2 separate regions of the Sus scrofa genome follow, and region 1 is linked to region 2. A link is a contact called in public Hi-C data. All regions are on one chromosome and are shown on one strand. Each heading gives the region's core, a stretch centred on a gene start, on an enhancer-like site or on the middle of the called end of the contact. The rest is flanking DNA. Distances are from core to core; before and after follow the strand shown.

Region 1 (4,413 bases), core at 1,723-4,222, 240 kb after region 2:
GATGTTATGGGGCACTGACACGCATCCTCAAATTCCAGTGGCTTAAAGCGGTGAAGGTTCATCGCTCATTCAGGCTACCTGTCCATCACAGTTGACCAGAGATGGCTGTCAGTGCCAGCACCGTCCAGACAGACTGACAGGGCAGCCCCTTCACAGGGCACTGCTGGCCACCAAGGCAGGGGAGAGAGAGAGATACATCTTTGGAAGGTCTCTCACTAGCGTTTCATATGAAAGCCTGAAAAGGCATATCCCTCTGTATACCACTCATTGGCCAGAACTGGTCACAGCAGGCAAGGCCGTGGAATCTTAATCTCCAAAAGGCAGAGAGTTAGAAAAAATAAAAGAAAGGCCTGGAGTTCACATTGTGGTTCAGCAGGTTAAAAACGCGACTGGTATCCATGAGGATGCGGGTTTGATCCCTGGCCTTGCTCCGTCTGTTAAGGATCAGGTGTGGCTGTGGTGTAGGCCACTGGCTACAGCCCTGATTTGACCCCTAGCCTGGGAACGTCCATATGCCATGGGCGTGGCCTTAAAAAAGAGAAAGAAAAAAAAAAAAAAAAAAGAAAAAGAAAAAGAGGAGTTCCTGTCATGGCTCAGCAGAGGACACAGGTTCAATCCCTGGCCTCACTCAGTGGGTTAAGGATCCGGTGTTGCTGTGAGCTGTGGTGTAGATCGCAGACTTGACTCGGATCCTGTGTTGCTGTGGCTGTGGTGTAGGCCATCGGCTACAGCTCCAATTTGACCCCTGGCCTGGGAACCTCCAGGAGTGGCCGTAAAAAGACAAAAGAGAAAAAAGAAAAGAAAAATGAATGGCCTAAGTACATCAACTTTTCAGAGAATGTGGAAGTGACCATTCATTCGGCCAGTGAGAATTTATTTTAAACTATTTTAAAGACATTTACTAAGTGCCAAACACCATAAAATACTGCCATTTCCACGGGCTCTTTTCACAACCCTGTGAGGCAGGCATCCTTATTCCCACTTTATATGTGAGAAATTTGGGGCTCAGAGAGGTGGAGGTGCCCAGATGGTAAGGCATGGACCTGGTTCCAGAGCCCAGGCTCTCCTCCCAACATCAGTGGTTCCTTCAGTCCTCAGGAAAGGAAGAGTGATCCAGAGCCTTCTGACACCGGGTGGGGGTGGGGGGTGAACCCGAGGGTTCTAGAGGCACATCGGGAGGGGATCCTGGACCCACTCGTTAGCATAGCTTCAGGAGCAAGCTACTTACCTTCCTGCGCCTCAGTTTCCTCCTCTGCCAACTGGGGTGATACAGGACCACCACCCAACCCTGTGCTGTGACAGTGAAGGGAGAAAATGCATGGGAAGCACCTGGAGGCATTTCCAGCACAGAATCAGTAGCCAGTGGAGGCCAGGATGATACTAACATGATCATCCTAGTACATGGACACGGTAGCTCAGAGCGGCCACTGGGCTCAAAGCCCAGCCATCATCTATTTTCTAATGCGACCCTCTACCTCGAGGTGAGGTGCGGCTGCTGGCTGGGCGAGAGGCCATCCAGCGCTGCCACTGGGCAGGGCCGGCATCCCCACTGCCCTTCTCAGCTTCTTTCTTCCTGGGACTTTGTGCACTCTGAAACGCCTTACCTGGATGTGGATCTGCCATCCTGCTAATTGCCTGTCTCTCCAACTAGGATCCAAGCTCCGAGGCTGCCTCGTTCAGGGGGCGGGGCACACAGTAGGGCGCTCAGCAGGTGTCTGCGGAACGAATGGATGAATAAACGTAAGTTCCCCAGGGCCGGGCTGTATGGGCTCTACGTCTGCCGATGCCCCCGCCACGTACAACCCCCAGCACTAGTGGCGCTCAAGTTGCTACTGAGAAGCCTGCCAGCTCCTCGTGCCTCAGTTCAGGGCGTGATACAGCCCTTGGTCCTCTGCTGGGGATTAAGCTGAAGACTGGCCTTGCCACGCGCCAGGCCTGTGGTTAGCAGTTTCCATTCTGGGATCCTCGCTCCCTTTCTTCCTCTCCTCGGGGCTCAGACTGGCCTAAGGACCAGTCCAAAGGGAAAAGAAGCCAGAGCGAAAGAAAGACGAAGAGGCCGCTGGGAGTTGGTCACAAGCGCCTGCAGACTCGCGCATGCGCACAAGGGTTATGCGGGCCGGCTCTGGTCTAGATGCTTCAGGGAACTCTGTGACTGTGGGTGAGTCACTCTCCCTCTAGGTCTCCGTCTCTCTGATGGTAAAAACCATTGAAGAACCCTCGAAGAAATTTTCAAACGGTTGTTTCACCTTGAAAATGCTAGGAAGAAGAAATCACCTGGGGCTCTCCTGAGAACAGGATCCAATGGGTTAAGGCTTTCTCACGGTTTTTGTAAGCCCAGCATACAGCATATCAACTAGATTAAATCTACCCTGCCCCCACTAAAAGAAAAAAAAAATTAATTCCCATGCAACTGCAAAAATTGACTAGAACTTGAGAAGCTGCTCTAAAATTTCATATAAATACGTATCAGTATTTAACTCTTGTAGCTTCGTTTTCCTATTTTGAGACAAATAATTGTGTCTATTCATTTGCTAACTTATGTGTGGCTCCCTGAAATACCGTTAAGTCCCAGGGACTCTGCTTAGAGGGCAGTGCCTTCCTGGTCCGATGGACTAGCTGAGATGTTTGGTGAAAATGCCATTTTCCGGACATTCCTCTGCCCCCGTCCCCCAAGCCGCTCTATCAGAAAATCAGGCGGAGGAGCCTAGGAACCTACATTTTAGCAAGATTCCCAGGTGATCATTTGCAAACTGAAGTTTGAAAACCACGGCCATAAAAAGAAGGCGAGAAAAGGGACTAGGGGAGGCAATTCTGGAGGATGCAGGAGGGTTACAAAGGGGACCTAAGAAGCGAAGGTGAAACAGAGACAACCGGGCAGCAGCTCAGTTTTGCATGTGTGCACCCTGCTTCTGCCCACGTGTGCCCTGTGTGCTCCACCAGTGTAAACAGACTCTGCAAAACTCTGACTCACCCTCTGCTGACCCCTCCCCCAGCCCTGGAAAAACCGATACTCAAAACTCATGAGGCCTGGGTCTACATCCGCTATTGTGATTTGCGGGAAGAGAACGCTTTCATTGTATCACTACCAGGAGGCTTGAAGACCGAAACCCACCACTAGCAGGGACTGGTACTACAGGAGGGAATATAAATAATACTGTCAGCCAGATGTCTGTTGCAATCGGCTCTACCTCTGGCTGGTGAGAGGTGTGAGCTCCAGCAGGGAGCATTCTTCACTTAGGCATGGGGAGGGAGGTTTTGTTTAATGTCAAGCCACTCACGCCAAGTGCTGGAACATACACCCTCCTCACCCAGGATTTGCAGGTGTATTTAAGTTTCTGCAACGATCAGAGATGGAGTCCCGTTATCAGATGCCATCTGGCTTAGCTAGTTTCCAAGGTGCCAGGAAGATGTCAGGCTAAAAGGGGTTAAGGAAGGACTGAACTGATACCAAGCCGCTGGTGCTGGGGTTTTCCCAGGTATATTTCACATCTGTTGCCCTGGGGTGTTATCGGTTCCATTTTTCTGATGAGGAAACCAAGACACAGAAAATCTGTGGTTCCGTGGGCAGTGGTTAACGAATCGATAGAACATGAGGTTGCGGTTCGGTCCTGCCTTGCTCAGTGGTTACGATCGGCGTTGGTGAGCTGTGGTGTAGTCGCAGCGGCTCGATCCGCGTTGTGTCTGGCGTAGGGTGCTAAGCTCGATAGACCTAGCTGGAACCCATATGCGCGGAGCGCCAAGAATAGCAACAACAACAAAAGACAAAAAAAAAAAAAAAAAAAAAAAAAAGAAAAAAAAAAAAAAAAAAAAGATCTGTGACATGCCTACCATCCTGTAAGACCGAAGTCCGGATCTGGCTAACCCCAGACTTCACGTTCAGTGCTTTATGCAGCGCTGCCTCAAAATTCATACCCTCTAAGCAATGCGGGAAGGAGAGGGGAGGGGAGGGTCTGTTCTAGAAAGAAGCGAGCCTAAGGAAACTCATTTCCCCATTCAGTGAGGAAACCAAAGTAATTCCTCAAACAATTTAATTCACGAATAATAAATGCTCATCGGGAAAAATTAAGGATTAAGGAATAAGGAAAAAAAAACCATGTAATCACATCCCCCCCGGTGGTGTTTATACTTCTAGGCTTTTTTTTTTTTTTTCTAGCCAAATACATATATTTTTTTCCTAGTATACAAATAAAATGATACACTTTTGTGATTTTATAAACACATTTTTACATGGGTTTTTAATTTTTAAATGTTTATAATTTTTTACATGGATAATTAGTGACAACTTTCCAATCCTAATTTTCTGTGAATTAGCTCAATCCACATTTCCTTGCAGATTCTCAGAGAGAGAGATAAAACCTTTTACTTCTTTTAGTTTGTTTCCTGGTGACTGTGCATCAGCCATTAATGCATTTA
Region 2 (4,129 bases), core at 158-2,657:
TTTCCCTCAGTGATAAGGGAGGCAGCAAGGTGTTTTAAACAGAAGAGTCATTTAAGTCTTATTTGCCTTCTTAAAAAATCACTCCAAGTGCTTTGTAGGCAATGGATGATAGGATGACAAGAGTAGAAAGAGGACCAGGGAGGAAAATATTTGCAGTGGTTCAAGCTAGAGGAGATGGTGGCTTCAACTGGGGTAGAAACAGGGAGGTAGGTTAGCAGTGGGACATTCTGGATGTGTTTCAATGGCAAGTCAAGAGGATTTCATGACCCATTAGACCTTGAAGGTGGAAGGAAAAAAAAAAAATTCAAAGATAACTCAGAGTTCTGGCATGCAAAACGGTAAAGCTACCTAGCGGACAAAATCCAAGGAAAAGTAGGTTTGCAAAAGAAAATCAAGAGTTCTGCTGTGGTCATGTTACTGTTACGATGCCTCCGGCATCCTCGTGGAGATGTCAGGTTGGCATTTAGATATCAAAGTCTGAAGAGGTGAAAATTCGAGAGTACCTGGAATCCCAGATTCCATTTGAGGGTCCGTCTCTGAAACGTATTACGTATTTATATGTTCTGGACTCTTACATCTTAGGAAAACTCAGCTGAAAGACATAATTTCTACCTTCAAGATACTCTCACTATTTTTACCATGGGAAAAAGAGACAGATAAACAAGAGCGCCATCGTTGTCTCTGGGGTAGCATGGATTCTATCCCCAGGCCAGTGCAGTGGGTTAAGTAAGGATCCAGTGTTGCTGCAGCTATGACATAGGTTGCAGCTGTGGCTCAGATTTGATCCCTGGCCTGGGAACTTCCATATTGCATGGGCATGGCCCCTCAAACCAAACAAAAACAAACAAAAAAGGGATACCATATCGTTTAGTAAGCACTAGGATGAGGTGTTTATAAAATGCTAAACCATGTGACTTTCAACCATGCTCTTAGGTGCCTCTGGTCGTCAGTTCTGCCACCCACAAATGCAGATAAAACCACCTGCCTGGCAAACAAGACAATAGGCACATCCCAACGGAAATGATGTTGATGGAAGTAAATGGGAAACAAAGAGTCTGAATTATTATCCCCCTACCAAAAGGAGAGAGAGAGAGAGAGAGAGAGAGAGAGAGAGAGAGAGAAGAAAGCTGGCATGAAGAGCTTATTCATAAACTTACGAGCAAAGTACAGGGCTAAGTTCTGGCTGATAGGACTTAAATGAGCCCGCCTATCTAATCACTGCAGCAGGAAATGTAATTCTCCACAAAGCTATATTGCTAGGAGGGAATTTGCATGAGGCCTAAGATAGGATGGAAAAGTTCCTCTCCTGCTGCTGCAGCTGAGTGATAGCTCCTAAAACACACATACACAAAGGACATGGTGGCTGTTTGTTCCAGACCAGCTTGCCCTTGACCCTGAGCAAAAGTTCAACCTTCAAACATTCTACCGATGACATCACCCTGTCCAACGGTGAGAGCAATGAGCCACGGAGTGGATATGCCCCGTGTTAGAACTATGACACTGTCCCCTGATGACAGCAGCATGCGACCAAGTCCCTTAGCCTCATTTTCCCAAATTATGATCTGGTTGTGCAAACCATCTCCCAGGTAACTGTGAAGATTTATCGAGACAGTGCAAGCCCAAAATATGGGGCGTGGTGCCAAATGATTGTCCTAATAGTGGAGGGCAAAAATGGCATATGTATTGATTCCACTTTCACTCACTCACGGAGGCCACAAATGGGTTTCGTAGATCCGGATATTGTCTACACTAAGCAGAAGGGAATAAACAAGTGCAGAATAACTACATGAAGTGCTTGAAGGCGCAATAATAGACCTCTGGCTACAAATGCTTTCCCCTGTACCAAGGACCCTTTCCTACTGAGCCCAGGTGATGCCCAGAAATTGGAAAAAACCAATTGTATGATTCACAAGTTCAATAGCACCTTTGTTTGAGAAGACTGACACTGGCACTCGATGAGAGAATAAAGAACAGTTCCCATCACTGTATAATTACCTCCACTTTCTTTCTCCCCCCATTGAAAGGCAAAGGCTTACTTTGACAAAGGAAACGTTAAAACCTGCTTCTGCTCTGGCAGGTTAAAAAAAATATGTCATTTTAAGGTTCCTCTAAATATGATCGACTCTTACAGCAGGGAGAATATTCATTGCAATAAATTATCTTCACCTTGTAAAAGTTGTATTACACAAAAAGTAAAGGTTTGCTTAGGCTAATATTTTCCAAATTAGATTAATTGGCACATTGGATCTATAGGATGTTAACAGATATTAGTGGGACGAAATGGCCCCGGGATTCCTGGGTTTGGAAAGACTAAGGTAAGACTTAAAACTACTATAAAAATTAAAGAGTTCGTTCTACTGTTGAGTCATTTCATCTTTAGAATCTCAGTCTCTAGTAGAAGATAAATCATTGCCCAAATTCACTGGCTCCCTAGAGCAGCTTAGAGGACTTTGGGAAATGTTGCCTGGAGTCAGGGGAATGGACCGGATTAACTTGCCAAATCCCTTCTGGCCCAAATCAGCCCAAATGAATACATTTCCCACCACATAAAATTCAATTGGAAACTACAAATAGGCTGTGGGATGTTTGCAAACTCTGCAAAATGTTCTCTGACATCCTCGTGGCTCCCCTTAGGTATTCATGTAAGGTTTTTATTCATCAAACTTGTATTAGAAATCTGCTATGGGCTAGGCACTGTGATTAAGGCAGAGGGCTGCTCTCTTAGAAAGATGATGCTCTCAAATTGTAAAGATGAGAGAGAGAAGGGAATTCCACATCAGAATAGAGGATGTTAGGATTAGAGAAACCCTGGAGAGGTAGGATGCAAAAGAAGAGCCTGCAAGGAGTTCTCATTATAGCACAGTGGGTTAACAAACTGACTGCAGTGGCTCAGGTCACTTCAGAGGCACGGGTTTGATCCCCAGCTGTGCACTGGGGGTTAAAGGCTCTGGCATTGCCACAGATGTGGCACAGTTCTCAGCTGTGGCTCAGATTCAATCCCTGACCTGGGAACTCCTATATGTCATGGATGTGGCCATAAAAAATAAAAAAATTAAAAGAAATACAATAGAAGGAGAGGTAAGAGTTGAATTTAATCAAATGTGTTTATTGAGAGAGTCCTGTTAGAGGCTTTCCGTTAGGTTTCAGGAGCACCATAGGAAACAAGGCCCTAGGCTGGTCTTGAAAGAGTTAACTCTCTGTTGAGAAAAACAGAGGACCAGATTTTGCTTTAGAAGGACGCTTTTGGTTCCTGCGTGGAAGGACAAGCTGATGACTAGGATCGAGGTACTATAAGCAAAAGTTAGACTGACCTACAGCAATGGCAGTGAAAATGGGGAGAAATAGGAGTTCCTGTCGTGGCTCAGTGGTTAATGAACCTGACTAGCAACCATGAGGAGGCTGGTTCTATCCCTGGCCTCGCTCAGCAGGTTAAGGACCCAGCGTTGCCGGGAGCTGTGGTATGGGTTGCAGACGCAGCTCAGATCTGGCACCGCTGTGGTGTAGACCAGCGGCTACAACTCCAATTTGACCCCTAGCCTGGGAACCTCCATATGTCATGGGTGCGGCCCTAAAATAAAAAGACAAAAGACAAAAAATTTAAAAAAAGCAAAAAAAATAAAGGAGAGAAGTGGATACACTGAGAAAAAACTGAGGATACAGAATGGACAGAGTGAGATAAATGACTGAATTTGGTGATTAAGTGAGAGCTAAAAATCAAGACATATTTTTTAGAAAGTTAGCTTTCAGCAATTAAGTAAACACATGGAGGGGTCGCCAGGGCAAGACAGGAGAGGTGGATTCAGGGTGTGGGGGATATTCAGGAGGATATTTCTGATAGGCAGTGAGAACGTGAAGATGCAAGCTGAAAACTCAGAAGAGGGAGCGGCCAGAGGTAGAGATTTGGGAGTCGTCCGTCTAGTGACAGTAACTGAGGTCCTGAAAGTAGAGTCCCATCTGGGAGGAGCGTGTAGAATGAGGATCAAAGAGCCTCCCGAAACACCCTTTTATGGACACACTGATTTTACCCAGTTGGACCCATTTCAGACCTCTGACCTCCGGAACAGAAAGCGAACAAATCGTGTTGTTTAAGGCAGCAAGTCTACGGATGTTTATTACGACAGCAATAGGA

What was found. A called contact is a pair of places that touch in the nucleus more often than the background predicts.
Region 1: a contact with region 2 is called in a Hi-C map of fetal liver, with 2.9 times the contacts expected there. The contact joins two enhancer-like sites. A contact is called at or near these places in 3 of 47 Hi-C or Micro-C datasets (fetal liver, liver and skeletal muscle).

What each region holds. Positions count from the first base shown.
Region 1 is chr4:12,194,944-12,199,356 of Sscrofa11.1, forward strand. It overlaps LOC106509952 (a long non-coding RNA gene), which reads right to left. Exons shown (of 6, transcript XR_002343095.1): 5 at 1,605-1,715. Among named protein-coding and RNA genes, the nearest start is that of MYC, 260 kb to the right of the region's middle. Within about 2 kb of position 2,973, at least 12 of the 83 cell types and tissues checked have an H3K27ac peak or open chromatin away from gene starts, as enhancers often do. A contact at or near this core is called in fetal liver and liver, where this site is marked.
Region 2 is chr4:11,952,829-11,956,957 of Sscrofa11.1, forward strand. All of the region lies in intron 2 of LOC110260223 (a long non-coding RNA gene), which reads right to left. Among named protein-coding and RNA genes, the nearest start is that of MYC, 510 kb to the right of the region's middle. Within about 2 kb of position 1,408, at least 6 of the 83 cell types and tissues checked have an H3K27ac peak or open chromatin away from gene starts, as enhancers often do. A contact at or near this core is called in fetal liver and liver, where this site is marked.